Linked DNA regions of Mus musculus: regions 1 and 2 are each linked to region 3. The links are chromatin contacts, called in public promoter capture Hi-C maps. All regions are on one chromosome and are shown on one strand. The core of a region is the stretch at or near the end of the contact, and the rest is flanking DNA. Distances in the headings are between cores, read along the strand shown.

Region 1 (3,678 bases), core at 370-2,869, 2.4 Mb before region 3:
ATCTGCCTGTCTCTGCCTCCCAAGTGCTGGGATTAAAGGCGTGCGCCACTACTGCCCAGCTTAAAATTTTATTGATATGTGTGTGCACATGTGTGCTGATGCCAACTGGGGCTCCAAGGGGGTGTTGGATCTCATGAAGCTGAAGTTAAATATGTTTGTCAGGCACCCAACATGGGTGCTGGGAACAGAACATGGGTCCTCTATAAAAGCAGTTTTATATATAGTGCAGTTGAGTTTCCCACCTTTGGGGAAATCACAGGGGTCAGCATATTGGAGTACAATAGAGAAGTCTTGGCCAGGAAAACCACCTTTGAGATCATGGCATCTCCCTTGCCAGGTAAGTATGAACATTTATTTATTTCTGTATTTTATGTACATGAATGCTCTGTTTGCACTGTAAGCCTGCATGCCAGAAGAGGGAATCAGATCCCATTACAGATGGCTGTGAGCCACCATGTGGTTGCTGGGAATTGAACTCAGGACCTGTGGAAGAGCAGCCTGTGCTCTTAACCACTAAGCCAACTGTAGGGGGGTCTCCAGCCCACAGTAAGAGATCTTAAAGGCTAAGCCATGTCTCCATCGGGGGAGCAGTGTTCATAATCCACTGCCAAACCAGTATTTTCACAACTTAAGGTTTCAAAGTATCCACGATACACACATTTTGGATTTCCAGTCAAGTGGCCTACTTTAGTAAGGCGTCTTTGACACGTCTACCATTCCTATGGAAGGTAGCAGTTTCCAGTTTAGGCAACTGGGACCTTAGAGCAGGAAACAGGCCAATTCTTACCTCCTGTGTAGAGAAAGGAGCCAGACAGGCCTCCGAAGTAGATGAGAGCCAAGTGTTCCAATTTCAGAGCGGACAGGTAGTAGAGGCAAGCAGCACAGACGCAGCCCAAGGTGTAGAGGAAGACTCCAAATCGAACAACATCCTGGGGCTCCAGAATTCTGTCCACCAAAGTTCTGTCATCACTCTTTTTGTGGTCAATGCCCTTGGAAAAGTCATAGTATGTGTTGACCAAATTGCCGGCCCCGTGTACAGCCAGGACAGCCACTGCACAACCCAACAACAGCCTGGGATCCAGGACACCCTGAGACCTGTAGGCCAAGGCACTGCCCAGGGCCACAGGGGTGAGTGAGGCACTGAAGCTCCAGGGCCTCAGGGCCAACACGTAGGAGGCGCACTTGTGCCTCCAGGATCGTTCGGGAAGCCTGTCCTGCTCGGGCCATTCGTTCTTCTGCGGGTCCCCGACCTTGGCTGTCTCTCCTGCCAGGATATTAATCTTCTCCCCCGGGGCCTGTACCGCAGCCATGGAAGCTACACGTGGCTAAAGTCAATTCTAAAAGTGAGCCACTCAAGGGGACCGCCCCAGGACGGAGACAGGCGGGACAGCCTGGCCTGACCTTTCTCTGGTTCCGCCCCCGGTCAGGGTTTGGGAGGCGGGGAAAACTGAAGACAGCAACCAGGCCATGCACCGCCACGGGGCCAGCGGCGCTGCCCGCCCACCTGTCACCTGAGCGAAGCCTGTCTGGGGTCGCTTCCCCCGTGCCACAACTCAATAACCCGCCTCAGCCCGCAACCCCTATCGGGCGGACGGCGCCGCCATCTTGTGCGTCGGCCTCAGGAGGCCGGCCCGGAAACTCGGACCTGGGGCGGGCAGGGCCCGGTGAAGGCCGGCGAGGGGCGTGGTCGGAGAGGGGTGTGGTCAAAGGCCAGAGCCCAGGTTCAACAAATTAGCTAAAAGCAAGTCACTGGAAAGAAGCAGCTGTTTAGCCCTCCTGGGATTTCAGGGCGTGTCGCTTTGCGTTATACTGGGCAGGTTCACTTACTGAAATAAGAAATAAGACTCATTTGTGGTTACCCCAATACATCCTACGTTGAAAGTATTGTGCGCATTGCTGGGCTGGTGGTGCATCCTTATGGCCCTAGAACTTGGGAGACGACGACAGGAAGAGAATTCAAGGACATCCCTTATTATATAGTGAGTTTGAAGCCAACTCAAGCTTCGTGAGATTATCTTTTTGTTTGGTTTTCGGTTTTCAAGACAAAGTTTCTCAGTGTATGTAGCCCTGGCTGTCCTGGAACTCACGCTGTAGACCAGGCTGGCCACGAACTCAGATTTACCTGCCTCTGCCTCCCAGGAGCTGAGTAAGATTAAAGGTGTGTGCCACCACCACCCTGCAAAAAGGAGATGGAGAAGAGGGAAGGGAAGGAGAAAGGAAAGGAAATGGAAGGGAAGAGAGGAGAGACCGAAAGAAGAAAAGAGAAGTGTTCATAAGCCAAGAGCTTGGAAAAGAAAATGCGGTACTATGTGATGGAACATGTATGTATAGCTGGAAGAAAAAGAAGTAGGAAGCTTTCTGTGTACTAAGATGTAAAGACCTACATGGTTTTTTGCTTTGTTTCTGGAGACAGGGCCAGGACTGATGGCTCAGCGGTTAAGAGCATTAGCTGCCCTTCCAAAGAACAGGGTTTGATTCCTAGCACCCCCAAGAGCTCACAACTGCTTGTATCTCCAGTTCCAGGGGATCTGACCCCCTATTCTGGCCTTTAAAGGCACCAGGCATGCATACATGCAAGAAGATCACACTAGATATACATATATACAGGCAAAACACCTATTCATAAAAAATCCAATAATAAAATGGCAGGGGCCTATATAGCTCAGGCTGGCTAGAAATTGGCAATGTAGCCCATAATGACCTTGAAATTTTGATCCAACCTTGAATCTCCTCCAACTCCCTGAGTGCTGGAATTACAAGCATTCACCCACACTTGGTTTTATGGGGTGCTGGGGATTCCACATGCTAGGCAGATAATCTACTATCTGAGCTACATCCCAACCCTACACCCTGCAGGCTTTTGTGAACATCCTAACGTGGGAACTGCCCCTGAGTCCTGTGAAAGAACAGCTGGTACTCAACGAGAGTTGAAATGTTGGAGGGAGGGGATGCTGCGATGGGGATGTAAAGTGAATTTTAAAAAATAAATGATCAGGAAAAATTAAAAACCACAAAAAACCCACACAGATGTTAGGCCAGGCAAGGTGGCACATGCCTTTTAGTCTAACACTCCAGAGGCAAGAGGATCGGTCAGTTCAAGGCCAGTCTGGTTTACATAGTGAGTTCCAGGACAGTTGAGGGACTGTCCAGTTTACATAGTGAGGCCCTATCTCAAAACACCGGAAACAAAACAAACAGTGAAAAAACAAGTTGAGGCTGGGCAAGGAGGTGAACACTTGGTAATCCCAGCAGTGGAAGAAGGGGCATGGTGGGGGGTGGGAGTCAGAGACAGGTCACAAATAGGAGGCCCTAAGAAATTCCTTTTATGTCTTTTGTCTGGCATTTAGACAAAACCCAGCATTCCTCCAGGAGCTTGAAGACATAGTTCCTAATTGCTAAAAGGGGTCATTCTTATAAATCTGAGGGCTTCCATTAACATATGACTAAGGTGAGAAGTTAGCCTCTAGACTCCCTCAGACCCTACTCAAGAGTCTCCATGGCAGCTCAAGGGCTCCTTTTCCCCCAGGTACACAGTCCCATGTAACCCTGGAGGTCCATTCTTCCCCATCACAGATAGCATCCATCCAGATCATAGAGACCATCCATCGACCCAGCCCGACCCAGCCCGCCCCACCCCCATAGCTTCTCTCTGCTTTCCCGAGACAGCCTTGGCAGTTG
Region 2 (3,508 bases), core at 964-3,463, 2.2 Mb before region 3:
TTTAAGGCATTTAGGTTTCACCACCTAAAATTAGCAATGACCATGTTCTGCCAGCTTCACATTTAAATTCATGCTCCTCAAAAAAAGAATCCTGCTTTTCAATTTCCATTTACTTAAACTGCTGACCTGCCAGAGTAGTCTAAGTCTAAACAAAGTTTATGAAAAAGTTAGGGTCATAGGAAACATTCCTCCATAACGACCAAACCCTCAAGTTGGAGCTCAACAATAGACTATTCTCCCAGCACACATGAAGCCCTGGATATTATAGTCTCACTTAAATTAAGATGGCACGGAAGTCTAACCATGGCCAGCAATACAGCAAAACCAAAATGATTAACAAACCTTTGGGATAGTTGACAACATATACCAGATTGCCCCAGCCAGCATCTGGGGCATGCAGAATTCCTTCCACCAGTCGGACTCCTCTCATACACTGAGACACGGGATTCCGGTAGCGCAGGCCGCATGCCCCTGGAAACTGGGCTGTAACTGTGGACAGCAACACCGTCCCATCGTCTTCTGATGGTATTTCAATGGGTTCATCGTTCTCATCTTCTGTTACCCGAATATATTCAGACATCTTTGCTTAAATCTCTTAAAGGAAAAAGAAATGAGCAAGAAAATCAGAGGAGTTATCTTTTCATAATTGGCTATTATCACACCACTTTATTCCCACTTCCTGAAAAGATTCCTGCTACCTAAAATGTTTCTTTTGCCATCCCTGAAAAAAAAATAGAGAAAAGGTATTTTCTAAAATAAAAATGTGATTTTGGGGGCTGTTGAGATGGCTCAGTGGGTAAGAGCACCCGACTGCTCTTCAGAAGGTCCAGAGTTCAAATCCCAGCAACCACATGGTGGCTCACAACCATCCGCAACAAGATCTGACTCCCTCTTCTGGAGTGTCTGAAGACAGCTACAGTGTACTTACATATATTAATAAAATAAATCTTTAAAAAAAAATGTGATTTTTGTCGAGCACGATAACCCACGCCTTTAATCTCAGCACTCTTGAGGCAGGCAGATCTTTTTGAGTTCGAGGCTGGCCTAGTCTACTGAGTTCCGGGGCAGCCACAGGGAAAACCGGTGTTCATGTGGCGCTCTGCCCGCCAGTTCTATTTTCTCAGCGCACACTATAAGCTTCCGGTGCTAAAATGGCAACAGTGTTACCATGTGGCCCGTTGGCTACAAAGCCAGACAAAAACAAGGTGTTAAAGAACTAAGTATCTGCCCCGATTTTTTTTCTTGCACTCGTCATTTCTTACCTGGAGCGCACAGATTACAGGCTACCGTATTTCGTAACCATTCTGAATTAAGTTTCTTCTATAGCCTGGACCTGAATCGGGTTTAGCACGTGCTTTAACGTGGAAAAAACCAGCCAAGCATTGGGATCTGAGGAACCCTCCCTGTGCTGGTGGAGCACGAACACCGACATCAGAACAGTTATCTAGCAGTTCTGGTGCTCATCCTCGGAAAGGTCTGGCTAAAGTTAGGCGTCGAGGGAGCAACGACGGCTACTCCGGGAGGTAGGCCGCCGCTTCCCAGAAGGCCGTGCGCGACAGACAACGTTGATGATTTTCCCCCCCTTTCAACTGGGCCCAGGGTGGGGCCCGCGGAGGTCCAAGTCCCATGGTGACAACAGTTATTCTCAAAAGCGACAATCTACAGGGACTAGGACGCCTGGAAACCCGGGGCGGCCACACACTTCCGCCCGTGGCTTCACAGCCAAGCAGAGGCCCGGCGTCCCGCTCCGGCTACTGCCCGCGCTTAGGCCTTAACGACGCGGCTGCGCGAGGCCAACCAGGCCCCGCTCTACCGCTCCCTCCCCGCGGCGCAGGCCGCACCGGGCCTCTCCGAAGCAACACTCGAGGCACGCAGGCCGGCCTTGGCGACCAACCTACCCGCTAGGCCACTGCTAGGAAGCACAAGGAGGAAGCACAGACGGGAAGGAATCCGACAACAGCCGCGCTACCGCTCCGTGCCCACAAAATGGCGCTAGGGCCGCCTCCCGCCCTCGCCCGCCTTCGGCCTCTCCCACTGGCTTCCCTGCAGGAGGGGCGCTCTCCGAGGGAAGCCACAGGCGCTCTCTCCTCCCAGAGGCTCGGATGCTAGCAGGCTCTTCGGCGTATAGAAAAAAGTAAAGAAACGCAACAATGAAAACAGCTGGGTCTGAAAAACTGACAGATGAAGGACAGAACGGCCACTCGGCCTTCCGAGTCCCCCTACGTAACGCGGTAGATGGCTTCGCCTGACCAACGGCCGGCCCTAGTCGAGGAGCTCGCGCGCGCCGAGAATGCGCGAGACTAGCGCAGGCCGGGACTGGGGCGGCAGGGGCGGGGCTAGGAGGGAAAGGGGGCGGAGCCTGCGACTGAACGCGTAAGGGCTTGGGGGGGAATCCCTGGGAACCCTGGGTTCCTAGTCTAAAGGCGACTCTTAAATGTCTTCTGCCTTTGCTCGTTAATTTCCAACGTGGAAACATTAACTTTGATCTGCAAAATGGTCCCTGTTCTAAGTACTATTTTGTATCAAGTACCTTTTAGCACTCTCTGGCTCTAGGGGGAGAAAAACAAACCAGAATCTTGTGAATGGCAGGCAAGTGTCTTCCCATTGACCTTGGGCTTAGCCATCAGATACTGTTTTAGAGACAGGGATCTCAAAGTCACTGTGTAGCCCAGGCTGTCCTTTAACTCATCAAGGCTGCCAAGTGTGGATGCTGCCCTAGCAGTCTACACGATAGTCGTGATACTCTCTCCTCTTTCAATAAGTGAAGAAACTGAGGCACAGAGTTGAGTACCTTGCATGAAGTCACCATGAGAAAGAGGCCCCACTAGGGTCTGAATCCTACAGCAAAAAACTACTTGGATGTTTCAGTATTTCGGTTCCAGTTGACGAGTCCTAGTATAACTTTAAAAAGGCTGAAGGCTAGCTCTACCACCAAGCAGCAGATGTAGACTCTTTACTCAGGGTTGGAATTTCTTGGTGTATCAGATTCAAAGCTTAGGCACAAAGGTTTTACACAGTTGCTTTATTTACTGAAACTGGGTCTTGCTGTACAGAACAGGCTGGCCTTGAGCTTGCTGGGTTCCTCCTGCCTCTGCCTCCCTTCTGGGAGGAATGGGGTAGGATTGCAGATCACCATCAGGCCAAGCCTTCCCACTTTAAGTTTATAAATGAATTCATTTCCTCCTCACAGCTACCTTGTAAGAAGATGGCATTGGAAGAACAGATGTTAATGTCTAGCCCCTAACTTCCATTAGAGCCCAGGCTGGCCAGGAACTCCTGGCCTGTCCTCCTGCCTCAACCATCTGAGTGCTGGGATTATAGGCATGAGTCCTTCCACCCAGCATTATTTACTTTTTGGTTTTGAACTTAACAAACAAACAAACAAAACAGGATTTCTGCGTAGTCTTTGGCTGGCTTAGAACTTACTGTGTAGACCAGGCTGGCCTCAGATTTGCTATGCCTTTCCTGAATCTGCGCCTTCAGTGTTGGGATTACAGGTGTGAGTCAC
Region 3 (3,275 bases), core at 79-2,578:
TTAAACTGGCTCAATTAGGTGGTGCTAAGCCTATAACTATCAGGCATTCTTGCTGCAGTGCAGGAAGGGCTCTGTGTGCGGACCACAGAGGTCAGCCATAGGTCTGCGCTCTCTACTCTGTGGAGTGCCATTAAGAGGAATTTGTACTAGTCCAAACTGGAGGGCTTCTGTCTGTTTGCCTTTTTTCTTGAACTACTCTGGTTTATCATTGTATTATTTATTTTACGGTTAAACTATAAACCTAAGTTGCATCACCGGATTTCTGCCCCACGAACCCTCCTCCCTGTAGACTTGATGGCGTTTTGTCCTTGGGCATCAGCGGCCACCCTGGGGCCAAAAGACATGGAGAACAGCACTTTGACAGGTAAGCCAAGAGGGCTGGGGGCAGGTTTGGGGGAGGTGCCCGGGATCAGCCTAGCCTTGCTGGAGGCCAAGCCAAGTACAGAGGAGCCTGGAGTGAGGCCTCCCTGATCCTGCCCACACAGCATGGCCCACTGCCCAGTCCCCTTTGTCCTTCACCTTTCTGCGCTGCCCCTCACCTTTCCATTCTGTCCCTTCCTTTCCCACACCGTCCCTTAACTACCTAGATCAATTAGTGAGGTTCTCTATAAGTCCCGCAGTGCCTCACACTGCTCCTCACTGCCCCTCCATCCCTTATTGTCCTTAGCCAGACACTCCCTGCCCCTTCCTGTCTTCAGACGCATTTTGTCCCTTACTGCCCCTCAGTCCGCTGCCCTCTTTCCCAGAGACCACTTTCTTCATGGTCATCCATCCCTGGTTGTAGCGCCCTTCATCTCTCTCGCATCATCACAGCAGTCCCTCGTTGTTCCTCACCGTCCCCCTCCGTTCTTCATCACTCTCCTCGCCATCCCTCGACCATCCCTCGATATACATACATACATACATACATACATACATACATACATACATACATACATACATACACACACACACACATATATACACCTCGGGGTGCCCCTCTCCTCTCCAATCCCCATTTTCTCCCGCTCCCTGAGTTTCTTGGATCCAAGTGCATCTCAGCGTCACTTCCCTCCCCGGGGATGGAAACAGGGCCGCTCACAACCTTCTAAGGAAAACTCGGTGTCCTTAGGCTAGGCAGCTCGCACAGAGGCGGCCCAAATAGAAACGTCCCCTCAGGAGACGAGGCTGCTAGCGCCGCCCGGCGGGCCCCACGCAAACTCTTCGGTAGCGGCATCGCCCCTTTAAGCGTCCGCCCGCCCGGATTGGCTGCGTGAAGGAGGCGGGGCTGCGGGCGTTGACGTCACGTTGTCGCTCACCGTATAAATACGGGCGTCGGCTGCGCCGGCGTCGGCGGCCGAGTGCGAGGCGCGGAGCGTGAGCTGTGCGAGCGAGCGAGCGCGAGCATAGCCTGCGAGCGAGCAGAGAGAAAGAGCGAGGGCAAGAGAGCGGCGAGGCGCCTGCGCGATGCTCGGGCCCCTAAGCCCGCGGCGCTGAGCCAGCCGGGACGGACATGCGCGGGAGGGCGCCGCGGGGTCCCGCTCCCTTGGGGTAAGGGGCCTGGCGGGCGTCGGGAGACGTGGGGCCGGGGCGCGGAGGGCGGGCGGACGGGCGGTGGGCTGGAGCCGGAGCCTCCGGCACTCCGCTTCCCGGGATGGGCCGGGGTGCGTGAGGAGCGGCGGGCCGCGGGCGCCCTCGGCTTCTCGCCGGGGCCATGCACCGGCGCGCACACGACACGTCTCCACAGCCTGGGGCTCCGGAGCGGCGGCTCCACGGTCTTCCCGGTGCAGCTGCGGCCCAGGGATGCGGTGGAACTGCTGCGGCCCCCTCCATCTTCCCTCTCACCCCGCGCACCCGTCGGTCCGGCCCGGAAAGCTTCTGCGAGAAGCTGTCGCGGGTGGGCTCGGAGATTGCTAGTCCCTGGTTGGTACCAGTCTTGAGTCTCGGTGAGACTCGGCGACGAAGGTCATTCCCCTTTAAAAAAAAATATTTGTTTTAATTCATCCGAGTTGTTCCGTGGCCTTTTCCTCTCCAGAAACATGATTCTTTGCCTTAAATGACTTATATATTAAAGGAGTGAAAATGCAGACAGAACTGTTCAAACGCCAAGGCTCCTTGGCAGTATCCTGTTTTTATACGTATATCCTATCTTTGTTCAAATTAATCGTGATTGGTGGTGCTGGATGGGTGCTTCCTCAGTCTTTATTAGGATTTCATCATTGCTTGAAAGAAACCAGTCTCCTACCTGATAAAAATGTGAATAGATTGTTAGTCATAAACTTAAGTGTAGTAAGAATAGAGACTGTAGCTTTAAAAGAGATGTGACGGGAGGTACACCTGTAGCACAGGTAGGGCAGGACTGGTTTCCAGGCAACTGTCAGGGGTGAAGAAAGGTGAGGTATAAATTGCCTTTTTTTTTTTTTTCATCCTGGAAAAAAAAAGAAAAAAGAAAAGTTCTACAGTTTTACACTTCCTTAAGTCTATACAGGTATAGTGAATATGCATCTATTAAGACTGGGACATTTTTGAGTTCACTGTGGTGGCTCTTGCCTTTAAATTTTTTTTTTTCTTGAAACATGGAGATTTTAAGAGAGATTTTACCAAAATAGAGACCAAAGATAATCTAAATACCTTTATCAGTAAAAGAGCAAATTTTGTAAGGAATAAGCTGGTTTCGTACTAACCTGTCAACTCTGGCGGATATTATCAGGTTTGAGAGGAAATACATGAAGATGTTTAAAAAGGCTGGGCACTCTGTCATGGCCTTCACTCCCTCTCCTGTGCACTGGTGGACATTTGCTGATCAGTGGTAAAAATCTCAAACTGTAAATCTGTATCTTGGCAAATAAATCAGATGGTAAACTCCTTAAGGGCTGGAAAATGCCCTGAACAGCTCTTATTTTACACAGCCTTGAATATAGTTCATGTTGATTAAATACATGCAGGAAAGCATGGTTTACATTTTAAGGCTTAACAGGATTGGTCCAAGAACTGATAAGGTTTGGAAAGAAAATCTGTTGTTCCTTGTTAATAGCTGCTATGAAATGTCTGGATTTCTCATATTTTTGAGAGGTAGAATTATTGTTTTTTAATGAGTTGGATTTCCTACTTTGGGTTCATAGTAGATACTGGTGAGCCTTTTGTATGACTTAATTATGTCGTAGTCTCTAGGTGTTTTATGTTTTATGAAACTGAGTCTTTATTGCCACTTCTCCAAAGCTGTACTAGATGAATACTGCCTTTCAGCTCATACTAATAGTAGCTTTTAAAAGCAAGTTCCCTAAATTACAGGTGCA

What was found. Promoter capture Hi-C pulls out the DNA fragments that hold promoters and counts their contacts.
Region 1: a contact with region 3 is called in a promoter capture Hi-C map of pre-B cells, with 4 times the contacts expected there. The contact joins the promoter of Ubiad1 here to the promoter of Errfi1 in region 3. A contact is called at or near these places in 1 of 39 promoter capture datasets (pre-B cells) and 1 of 484 Hi-C or Micro-C datasets (B cells).
Region 2: a promoter capture Hi-C map of pre-B cells shows a contact between it and region 3, with 4 times the contacts expected there. The contact joins the promoter of Tardbp here to the promoter of Errfi1 in region 3. A contact is called at or near these places in 3 of 39 promoter capture datasets (liver, neutrophils and pre-B cells) and 1 of 9 other capture datasets (liver).

Annotation. Positions count from the first base shown.
Region 1 is chr4:148,443,141-148,446,818 of GRCm38.p6, forward strand. Ubiad1 (UbiA prenyltransferase domain containing 1) reads right to left here and starts at 1,620. Exons shown (of 2, transcript NM_027873.3): 1 at 788-1,620. The coding sequence starts at 1,310. It also overlaps the pseudogene Gm23303.
Region 2 is chr4:148,624,783-148,628,290 of GRCm38.p6, forward strand. It overlaps Tardbp (TAR DNA binding protein), which reads right to left and starts at 2,214. Exons shown (of 6, transcript NM_145556.4): 1 at 1,899-2,214; 2 at 343-594. The coding sequence starts at 580.
Region 3 is chr4:150,853,742-150,857,016 of GRCm38.p6, forward strand. It overlaps Errfi1 (ERBB receptor feedback inhibitor 1), which reads left to right and starts at 1,329. Exons shown (of 4, transcript NM_133753.2): 1 at 1,329-1,530. 1700045H11Rik (RIKEN cDNA 1700045H11 gene) reads right to left here and starts at 1,208. Exons shown (of 4, transcript NR_040649.1): 1 at 1,085-1,208.